2 separate regions of the Mus musculus genome follow, and region 2 is linked to region 1. A link is a contact called in public Hi-C data. All regions are on one chromosome and are shown on one strand. The core of a region is the stretch at or near the end of the contact, and the rest is flanking DNA. Distances in the headings are between cores, read along the strand shown.

Region 1 (5,009 bases), core at 1,118-3,617:
AGCTCTGAGTGGCTTGGAACTTGCTATGTATACTCAGATGGCCTCAACCTCAGACATTTGCCTACCTGTCTGCTGAGAGCAAGGCTTATTAGACTTCATTTGTTTTTTGTTTTAAACTGTGAAATAAACCCTCATTTGTGAATTGTTACCATCTATCATTTGGAGAATTTCAATCTTGTAACATGACCAGCTGAACTATTGATTGGGTCATGGCACATGTTGAGAAGTCCAGAGGCCCAAGACAGAATAAGAATTTGTCACTAATTCAAGCAGAGAAATGAATATATATACATTTATTTATCTTCACCACCATCTAGTTTAGTTCTTTAGTATTTTTGCCATCTGTATAGGAAGTTGTCTATACCAACCCTGTGATCAAGTTTCATCTCTAGAGAAGATGATAATGGTGTCTTTATGGCTGGGGAACTGTGAATTTCCGTGTTTAGCTGCACATGTTGTGATAAATTGCAATACGTACTCCACAGATTCATAACTTTCTTTCTTCTAATATTTGGTGTTGCTAGCCTTTTGGTGATAAAAGTGTAATGCAAGACTCCATGCTAATGGGCAGATTAAATTGAGTTCAGTCATCATCAATTATATCAATAACCATCTAAGATAATGGAACTTATTGAGCTTTTAAAATACTAACATCTCAGCATATGACATCCTTCAGTTATGCATGCCACAGTGAATGCCAGGGTTGGGAAATGCCTACAACGTTGCAGAAAACAGTGTGTGTAAGATGTGTTAGCCATGTTTTGTTCTTCTAGAACAAAATCTATTATGTCATCTTCACACGAACATCCATAGTTGCAAATCTGGTTCAGTTGTCAAAAGAAAAACCATTCAATTACATACATAGCACGGGCCTGCAATAAACATTTTCCTGTGCCCTTCGGTTCAGTACAGCTAGGGGCTGTAAAGTCTAGGACTACACTGACATCTAGAGGAAAGCGGCCCTAAGCACAGAGCTTTTCCAACGACTTTACAAGTTTCCTGGCTCAGTTTTCAATTTTATTATTAATTTTTGCCATGCATCTTTGCCATTCTCTTGTTCTCTAAGCTGACTATGAATTTATTTATTTTTTTTACAGAAATACTCTGTCCTAAAAAGCATAGACTAATGCAGAGAAAAAAGAAAGAAAACCAAAAATTCCCACCCGTTAGTGAACTAAGATTTCGTACAAAGATGAAGTGAATCTTTGTCACTTTCCGACCTGTCTTTGCTGGGATTAAAGTAGCTGAAAGGTGCTAAAGAAATACCTGAATAGTTCATATTGTTGTCCTTCCTATAGAATTGCAGACCCCTTCAGCTCCTTGGGTGCTTTCTCTAGCTCTTCCATTGGGGGCCCTGTGTTCCATCTAATACCTGACTGTGAGCATCCACTTCTGTGTTTGCCAGGCACTGGCATAGCCTCACAAGAGATAGCTATATCAGGGTCCCTTCAGCAAAATCTTGCTGGTGTATGCAATAGTGTCTGCGTTTGGTGGTTGATTATGGGATGGATCCCCAGGTGTGGCAGTCTCTGGATGGTCCATCCTTTCGTCTCAGCTCCAAAGAGGCCCCTTGGTCTTGCAAACTTTATATACCCCAGTACAGGGGAACACCAGGGCCAAGAAGTGTGAGTGGGTGGGTAGGGGAGCAGGGTGAGGGGAGGGTATAGGGGACTTTTGAGATAGCATTTGAAATGTAAGTGAAGAAAATACCTAATAAAAAATTGGAGAAAAAAAGAAATACCTGAATAAAATTCACTTTACTGCTTTAAAACTATGTATAGTGATAATAAAATTATTAGGACAAAATGTTAATATATACATACACACGTGCACACACACATATATACATATATCATACTTATATATACATATACACATACATATCATAACATGTATATATATACACACATACACACATACGTATACATATACATATACGTCATATAAATTCACATACACATACACTCCAACAATTTGGTACGTGTGCTATGTGTAGATGATCTGTTAGAATGCTTTCATATATTTTAAATCTAACCCGGAGTATCAGTTAAGGAAGTACATCTCCTTAATTTAAAAAGACAGATATGCATAAGCCGACTCGGTCTCAAACGTGTATTTTAGAGATGAAATTGAAACATTGTGGTTTCAGTATGGACGTAGGGAAGAGCTGAATGTTTTCCTTAGTCCAGGAACATAGAAATACATTGAGCTGGGCAAGATCTATTCTGAGGTTGCCTCTCAAAACCCTGGAAGCACCAAACAGGCAGCCGGTGCAGCGCGCAAAGGAGGCTTCTGGAAGGAATGCTGCCAAACCCAGGCGCTCCATCATGATTTGCATAAGTGCAAGCGCAGTTCCTCCTGCGTTGTAGTGCTGCACCCCAGACGCTGGGAAGCAGCTGAAGCAGCAGATGACCGTTTACTTTGCCAGAGCGCGTGAAGCAGAGAACATCCCCACATTACTCACTAAGTAATGAGGAGGGGACTGAGAAGCGTTCCGCGGTTCTGACGGGCCTGCCAGTTAGCCCCTGGGCTCTGCTTTGTGTGCTCCACACACAGCAGAGGCTCTCAGGAGGTAATGCAAATGAATCAACAGACAGCGAGAGGTCCCAGCAGCAGCAGGCAAGGTACCGCCTATGCAACAGGGCGTGATGACAGATAATTAGCTGTGACATGCCCTCGATGGCACTGGGAGGAGAGCATTCAGTTGGAAATCAGCGTGCTACAAGCTATGGCAAACCTAGAGATCAAACTTTGCAGCATACATATATATATATATATATATATATATATATATATATATATATATATATATATATTTACAGATGATTGTTTAAAAAATGTAGTTATCACTGAACTTCGTAGAACCTCTTGAAGTTTATTAAGTTCTTTTACATTAAAGCCCATACACCATCACTACAGATACACAACATACATTCTTACTTTGAGTGTTTACAAATTTATTTTTGTTTTGTAGAGCTGTCCTTATTTTAAATATAAGAAAACGGTCGCTTAGAGAAGTTATGAACTACTAGAGGACCGGCAAGCCAGTGGGGCACGCCTTTAACTTTGGCACTCAGGGAGCAAAGGCGGGCGGAGTTCCAGGCCAGCCTGATCGATGTGGTGAGGGAGTCTGAGACAGTTAGGACTAAGATGTTGGCATTTCTACATGATTTTATTTTTCTTCTTAAAAGCTGCTTGTTTGTTTGTTTATAAAAAACATTCTAAAGGTCACTACTAGAACTGGGAAAGTTTTGAACTACACATTAGAAAGGAGTGTTCTATTTCTGTCAAATTTCCTTTCCATTTCATTATGTATAGTAAGAGAACTTTCCTGAAAAAACATTCACAGGGGTGACACAACTGAAACAGGAATAAAGGGCCCAAATATCATCTACTTACTTCTATTCTTGCTCAGGAAACACACCACACACACACACACACACACACACACACACACACACACACACGAATAGTAATAGCGAAAACATATGTGCAAAATGTAGTACCAGTTAAACCTACCTATAACATTTTTGAGGGTGCATTATATTCTTGCAAACGTTCCACACACTGGAATTTTCTTAAGAAAGCTAAACATGGATCATAGGTCAGTTTTTCTTTGAAAGCTTTAGATATTTGTCTACCAAATTAACCATTCCTTTCAATATCTGTATGCTTAGCATAGGCCAAGTGGGTCTGATTCCCACGCCCGCCTAGCCCTTTCAGCTTGGTCACAACCATCAGTGTCTTTAGTCGGTCAGGCTCATCTATTGTCTGTGGATGTACTTGGATGCTGTAGCACCCACCTTTCATTGTGCGCCCGGAAGAGCCTGATGACCATGATGAAGGAGCGTAATTATACAAGAAACGGGGACACATGCTTGCTATTATTGTTTAGCTGGGAATGTTAGCAGTATGGGGGGATTATTAATTACAAATGTCTCTTCCATCAACATAGAAGCTGTTTCTTCTGTTTTCAATGATCACGTGAGCATTTTTAAGCCAGAAAAAGAGCGGCAGCTGCGAACGTTGTTCATTTCAGCCAGAGTCGCTTGTTGCCCATAATCAAAATTGTGAAATGTGCTCAAAGGGGCCATCTTGTGGGAGATTTCTATTCAATTTTCAGCAGATTTATTGACAAAATCGGGCCAAATCTGAGGGTAAGAAAGAAACAACAGCATGGTAGTACATTTGATGACGTATCATAAGCTTCTGGCTTGAAATCTAAATAACAAAAGGGGTCCAGAATATACCTCCAAACACAATTTATTTAATTGAAACAAAAACTGTTCTGATTTCTCTCAGAAGGCACAGTAAGTTTTATTCAGTGTCCCTTCTTTTCTTCCTCATATTACAAACCTAACAATTGTGTGTGTATGTGTGTGTGTATACAACAAAAGGGAAATTGAGAATAAACTTCTGTCCTATGTTGCACATTGTGAGATATACCATACTTCATTGCCATTTCTTATATTAAATTTTTTCTCTTGGTCAAGACTGATGGAGCTCTGTGAGTTGCCTGTCGACTTTGCCCCATCCAGTCCTCCCTGACAGGGACAAGCATTTTCGTCTTGTGAGGCTGATTTGTCTTTGGATTAATACAGCATGTTTAGACTCATCCTTAGTTTTTCTTTTATAGGATCTCATGACATCAGGCCTGGCTGGCCTGGAACTCACATAGATCTCCCCACCTCTGCCTTCCAAGTTCTGGGATTAGAGATGAATCTTACCAGGTGTAGCTAGACTTGTCTTTCACACTTTGTTAAACTCAGGAACTTGAGAACTCAGATGTTCCAGGTTCCAGCTGTCAGAGTCTTTCGCATGGTTTTGCTTCTGTCTCCCTCGTGGCACTACACTTCTTATTGCTAGGTTATTGTATTATTTATGCTGTCATAAAACTCTTGTTCTTCAGCGTCTTACATAGTTTCACACAGTGAAATTTTCTTTCTCACAGAGTAAGATTTTCTGAGAATTAATCTATATATATATATATATTTGAGAATTGATGACTA
Region 2 (5,153 bases), core at 727-3,226, 700 kb before region 1:
ATGCAATGTGTTTTACTGTCCCCAGAAAGTAGCACTTCTTTGTATACTCAGAAACACGATCAACTGCATGCCCTGTTTTGTGCAACCCAGGGAAGGAGCCTTCCACCCTGGGCAACAGCGGTATGTGTGTGAGGGGTGCCTCAGAAGCCGTTGCTACAATACCACAAACAGAAGGCTGCCTCCTTCACTGTCCCCGAGAGTCATTTTCTATTTTAGGATTGGTAAAGTGGTAAGTCTTTAATGTCACTGATTTAAACGCTGCGCACTTTACGTTCATCTTCACTTTACAGAGAAAACTCTAGATGGATCAGAAGCCAGCATTCATTTTGCTCACCTGGGCTGCTTGGCTGTGTATTTATTCTTGGAGGCCCTTTGAAAATAAAGTCTCCATCCTCTCTTCATTGGTTCCCCACAGATCCACGGTTTCCTACTTACAGCTAGTGCACACACATCATAGAGGTATCAGCCAAATAAATACAAAACTTGAGTGGGGTTCTTAGAGATTGTTATTTTGTAGTCTATTTTAATGAAAGTCTATGAACCAAAAGTAGAAATATCCTTCAAATACTGGGACTGTGGTAATCTTTATAGCCTGTGGCCAAGGAACTCAAACTGGAATAGAAGGAATAGAATAACTTTTTAAAAATTAAGGATAAAAATAGTGTCAAATGTACCTAGAATCTTAACTGCAAAACATATTTACTCCTGGATTAACTATAATAAATTTTACCTTAAACCTAGCAAATAGAATGTTTCTTTTGAAAAACTTAAAAAGTAGGGCTCTAAGGCTAATGTCTCTTTTGCCTTCTTTTCTCCCCCTTTTTCTTGAAAACCACAGGAAGCTGCCTTCTTCCCCGACTTGCAATCAGTCTCCAAAATGTTGAATCATTGCCTGGATGCATGAACTCAACTGTGTGCAGCTTTAATGTATAGCAGCCAACATTTCTATACATAAGTACTCTCAAAGGGGCTCAGAGGAGAACTAGAGACCTTTGGTTCTGTGGGTTTAATGGGAATGGAAAATCTCCACGTTTACACATCTATTCTCACATATTAATATCATTACATTTAAACGGAGGTTTGATTTCAAACATTGAATTAATTAAGAAGGGAACATCTACGGTATTAGAAAGCCAAATCAAATGCCAACAGCGCCCTCTACTGACTTCTAAAAGAAAACTTTTTTTTTTTTTTTGTCTAGCAACAGAAAGAAAATTTCTGTTTATTTACTTAGCGAAGCACCCAGACACCAAATTAAATGTCTTAGAAAATACCAAATCCCTTGGTAAACCTGAAGGAAAAATGCGAAGAATTTTATAAATAGAAATCAGCAGTCATGTGGATGCTCCACTACCAATAAAAATTTCCTGTTCCACTAACAAATTGTGAACCATTTCCTAGCCTGGGAGCCTTTATTACAGTCAGGGCAAAAGCTAAAAAACAATTAGGGTTGGGTTAACATTCGCATTTACTACCACCAGGCACAAATATGAAACTTGGATTCCGAAAACTGAGAAGTCTTAATGGAAGTTTCAGATTCTTACATTATACTTCCATGCTTCTTGCTGTGTTAAAAAAAAAAAAAAAAATCCAAGCTCTTTCTTTATGGTTATTTCTTTTAGGAACCATAGATCATTTCTAATTCTCACACAACTTTGAGGCAAAGATACACTGGGTTCTTTTACTAAGTGCTAACATTTGCTGCAATGGGTATTTTAATTAAGGCAATCAAAGAACTGAAAAATAAAATAAAAAATATGTTCCTGCCAAAGCCCTTGCTCCAGACTTCGTGGAGACTGCCACGGTCTACACCTGCAATGAATCTCATTGGTCTCACTCCGTGAGTGCTGCCGCTGCCTTAAATCCCCCCACGCACTGCAGCGTTGGCCACATTTTTATGCAGCCTGGCTCCCTGCTCTGAAGCAGAACTCCTGAACAGCACATTCTGATGTTCTCCAGTCTCACTCACTTCACCAAGTGAGACCTGACAAGCTTTACACGAGAGGCGGGTGTGAGAGAGTCAGGAATGTTGGTGTGAAGGCACCAGAAGGCAAAGCAAGCGTTTCCTACTGACAGAGGAAGGAGCAGAGTGGCCTGAGCTTGCTGCGTGGATGCTCTGGCTCCACTGCACAGGCTTTCCCCGACGACCCTCCCTCACCTCCACCAGTCTGTGGTGGGAGGGTTGCCATAAATTTCTAGTAAATTGTAGGCTGCTAAATTAGAAGCGTTCTTCAACTCTCACCTCCTCCCATCAACTCCTCGCCTTTATAACTGTATTCTCTCACTCTGGCACGCGCACACGTGTGTGCATATACATACATACATACATACATACATACATACATACACACACAGACAGAGAGAGAGAGAGAGAGAGAGAGAGAGAGAGAGAGAGAGAGAGAGAGAGAGATGCTACCTTTATCATCCAGAAAGAAACATTTCTGTTAAATCGCCACCCTTCGTATTAAACTTTCTGTTGTAATTTAGGAAACCACAGTGGTTTCCTAAAGCATTCCTAACTGTGTCAAAGCTTCAGAGAATCTTTTTTCCTACGGCAGGTTCTTCCCCCACCCCATTCAAGGGTCTTCTCTGCTGTTTCTAAACTGTGTGACCTAAGGTAGGACACTCAAACTTGTTAATCTCGGATTACTTCTTTCATGGAAAGAGGATGGTAACAGCATTCTACTTAATCTATGGGGTTTACTGAGATTCTCATGAGATAAAGTTTACAATATACTCTAATAGGATGTCTGGTACATAAGAAACAACCCTTACTATTTCTGCATACATAATGAACAAGAAAAACGTCTCAGGTGAATGAACCAATGTACTACTGAACCTGTGTGTGGCGTGACACTGTCCTTCCGTGGGTTTCTAAAGGCAACTGCCTCTGGACAAAATGTGCAGGGAGGGCAGCAGCTCAAATCTCAGATTCAGAAGTGGGTAAATTTCCTTCTAGCCTTGTCTGGGAGACATCTCTGCCTGCTCATGGCTTTGAATCAGTTAAACTCTTTTAGCTTTGTGGCGCTACCCTACAAAGGGAGGGCATTGTCTAGTTCACACTGCTAAGTTAAGACTATGTGGCCACAGGTCTTGGTGAATGAACCCCTTCCGCAGGAGCTTCTCTTTCCCTTTCTCCCTCTCTCCCTCCCTCCCTCCCTCTCTCTGTCTCTCTGTCTCTGTCTCTGTCTCTGTCTTTCTGTCTCTGTCTCTCTCTCTCTGTCTCTCTGTCTCTCTCTGTCTCTCTCTCTCTGTCTCTCTCTCTGTCTCTCTCTCTCTCTCTCTCTCTCTCTCTCTCTCTCTCTCTCTCTCTCTCTCTCTCTCTCTCTCTCTGCTTTCTCCTGCCAGATAGACCCCTTAGAAGCCTGTCTTTCAGTCTTGCCTTCAAGGTCATCTCCCTTCATTTTGCCTTTTCTCAGGCAGCGCTTCCTTGTGGAAACCATCTCTGATGTTGCTCAGCAGGCCATACCCATTTTACATGTTCTTCCACATAAAGAGAGGCCCCCATTGTGGTAGCTAGCTCAGATTTAAGGTTTCCCAAGATGGGTTGCTTTCCACCAAGACAACCCACATCCAGGCTGGGTGACTATTCTGTTCACGTCTATATTCCACTACCTGGCAGAAAGAAGGGCCTAATATCATCTGTTGACTATACAGATGGAAACCCAGTAGAAGATTAGGTACTTAAAGAAAGACATTCATTATTATAAAAGCCCAATATCAAAGCAGTCCAGAAGTCCTGCAGAGATTGCTCAGAGCTTGTTTTCTTCCCAGATGTCTCCAGCAAGGTCAGACCCTCTTAGGATCAAAAAACCAAAGAACGAAGGCCTCAAAACCAACAAGCTCTTATTAAAATGTTTGCTACCGGATGGCATCCATTTCCCTGGGTTTTCCTAAGCACTGCTCTGTCTTATAATTAAAACAGCCTCTTCAGCTGCGAAATGCTCTGGATGTGATGACAGCCACTGTGAATTGTGCTCTCCGACTGGGACTTCTATGCAGCCCTGGGCCTGGAAATGATTTATTCTGGGAAGGGAGCCTCTGTGTATTGAGACGCTGAGCATATTTGTGGGGGTGGAGGCTGGACCTGCCTCCTCAGATGGGCTTTCCCCTCTGTGTGTATATTTATTCAAGCACTCACCCCTTTAAAATATGACACTGGCTTCAAGGGGCAGTAAGGCTTGGGAAATATTTTAATGCCATAATACAAGACACTAGATGTGTAGAACACAGATGTGGAGAAAAAAGTGAGCTGTGTTCACAATTCCACTCATTAAAGAGCCTCGGAGTCCTGAAGGACAGGAAACACTACTGTGCATTGCCTTGATGTGGGCATTGCCCTTTCACCCGTATGATCACTATCAATCCCTCAATGCCTCACACAGCTCCCACCACCTCCCTGGCTTTCCACCCTAGGACCTATTCTTGCAGTTTCCAGAACATCACTTTGGCATGCCTTGCTAACAGTTCTGAAGCCTGTCTGCCACCCTCCTCCCTTTTCCTTCTGTCAGCCCTTCCCTCCCACCATTCCCTCCCTCCTTCCCTCCCTCCCTGCAGCTTCCCTCCTCTCCCTTCTTTTTATCTTCTTTTCCTCTCTTCCCCCTTTGCCTTCTTTACTTGTCCTCCATCTTTTACTTCCTTATTCCTTCCTTTCCTTTCTCTTCTCCCATCCTTCGTCCTTACTCTTTCCTGCCATCCTTTCTCAAGTCTCTTTTCCTTTTCTCCTTCTCTTTTTCCTTTTCTTTTCCTTTCTTCTTTCCTTCCTTTTTACTTCCTTTTTGGTTCTTTTTTTCCTTCCTTTTTGTTACTTCCTGGATCTCTCTTTGCCTTCCTCCTGCTTTTCGTCTTACCTCTTTCCTTTCTCCATCTTTCCCTTCCTTTTGATCTTCATCTCTTCCTTCTTTTTGTTTGCTTTCCTCCTCCCCACTCTTTTACAACCTAGTTTCTTTCTCCTTTTATCCTTCATTTCTTCTTCCTTTCTCCTTCCAAATTTTTCCTTTCATACTCCTTCTATCCTTGACTTTGTTTCCTCCTTCCTTCTTCCTTTCTTGTGTCTTTCCTTCCTTCTCCTATTTCTTCTTTAGATACTCACGAGCATGGGGACATGGTGGAGAGTCAACCCTCCTGAGAAGGGCGATGTAGGATATTGCTAG

What was found. Hi-C and Micro-C count contacts between places; a contact is called where the count stands out from the background.
Region 2: a contact with region 1 is called in a Hi-C map of cerebral cortex, with 4 times the contacts expected there. The contact joins two enhancer-like sites. A contact is called at or near these places in 18 of 484 Hi-C or Micro-C datasets (the AML12 cell line, the C2C12 cell line, the N1E-115 cell line and 14 more) and 2 of 115 datasets of contacts at active chromatin or transcription factors (astrocytes and embryonic stem cells).

The regions. Positions count from the first base shown.
Region 1 is chr4:80,862,184-80,867,192 of GRCm38.p6, reverse strand. No RefSeq gene overlaps it. Among named protein-coding and RNA genes, the nearest start is that of Tyrp1, 30 kb to the right of the region's middle. Within about 2 kb of position 2,367, at least 95 of the 459 cell types and tissues checked have an H3K27ac peak or open chromatin away from gene starts, as enhancers often do. A contact at or near this core is called in cerebellar granule neurons and cerebral cortex, where this site is marked.
Region 2 is chr4:81,560,539-81,565,691 of GRCm38.p6, reverse strand. No RefSeq gene overlaps it. Among named protein-coding and RNA genes, the nearest start is that of Mpdz, 120 kb to the right of the region's middle. Within about 2 kb of position 1,976, at least 31 of the 459 cell types and tissues checked have an H3K27ac peak or open chromatin away from gene starts, as enhancers often do. A contact at or near this core is called in cerebellar granule neurons and cerebral cortex, where this site is marked.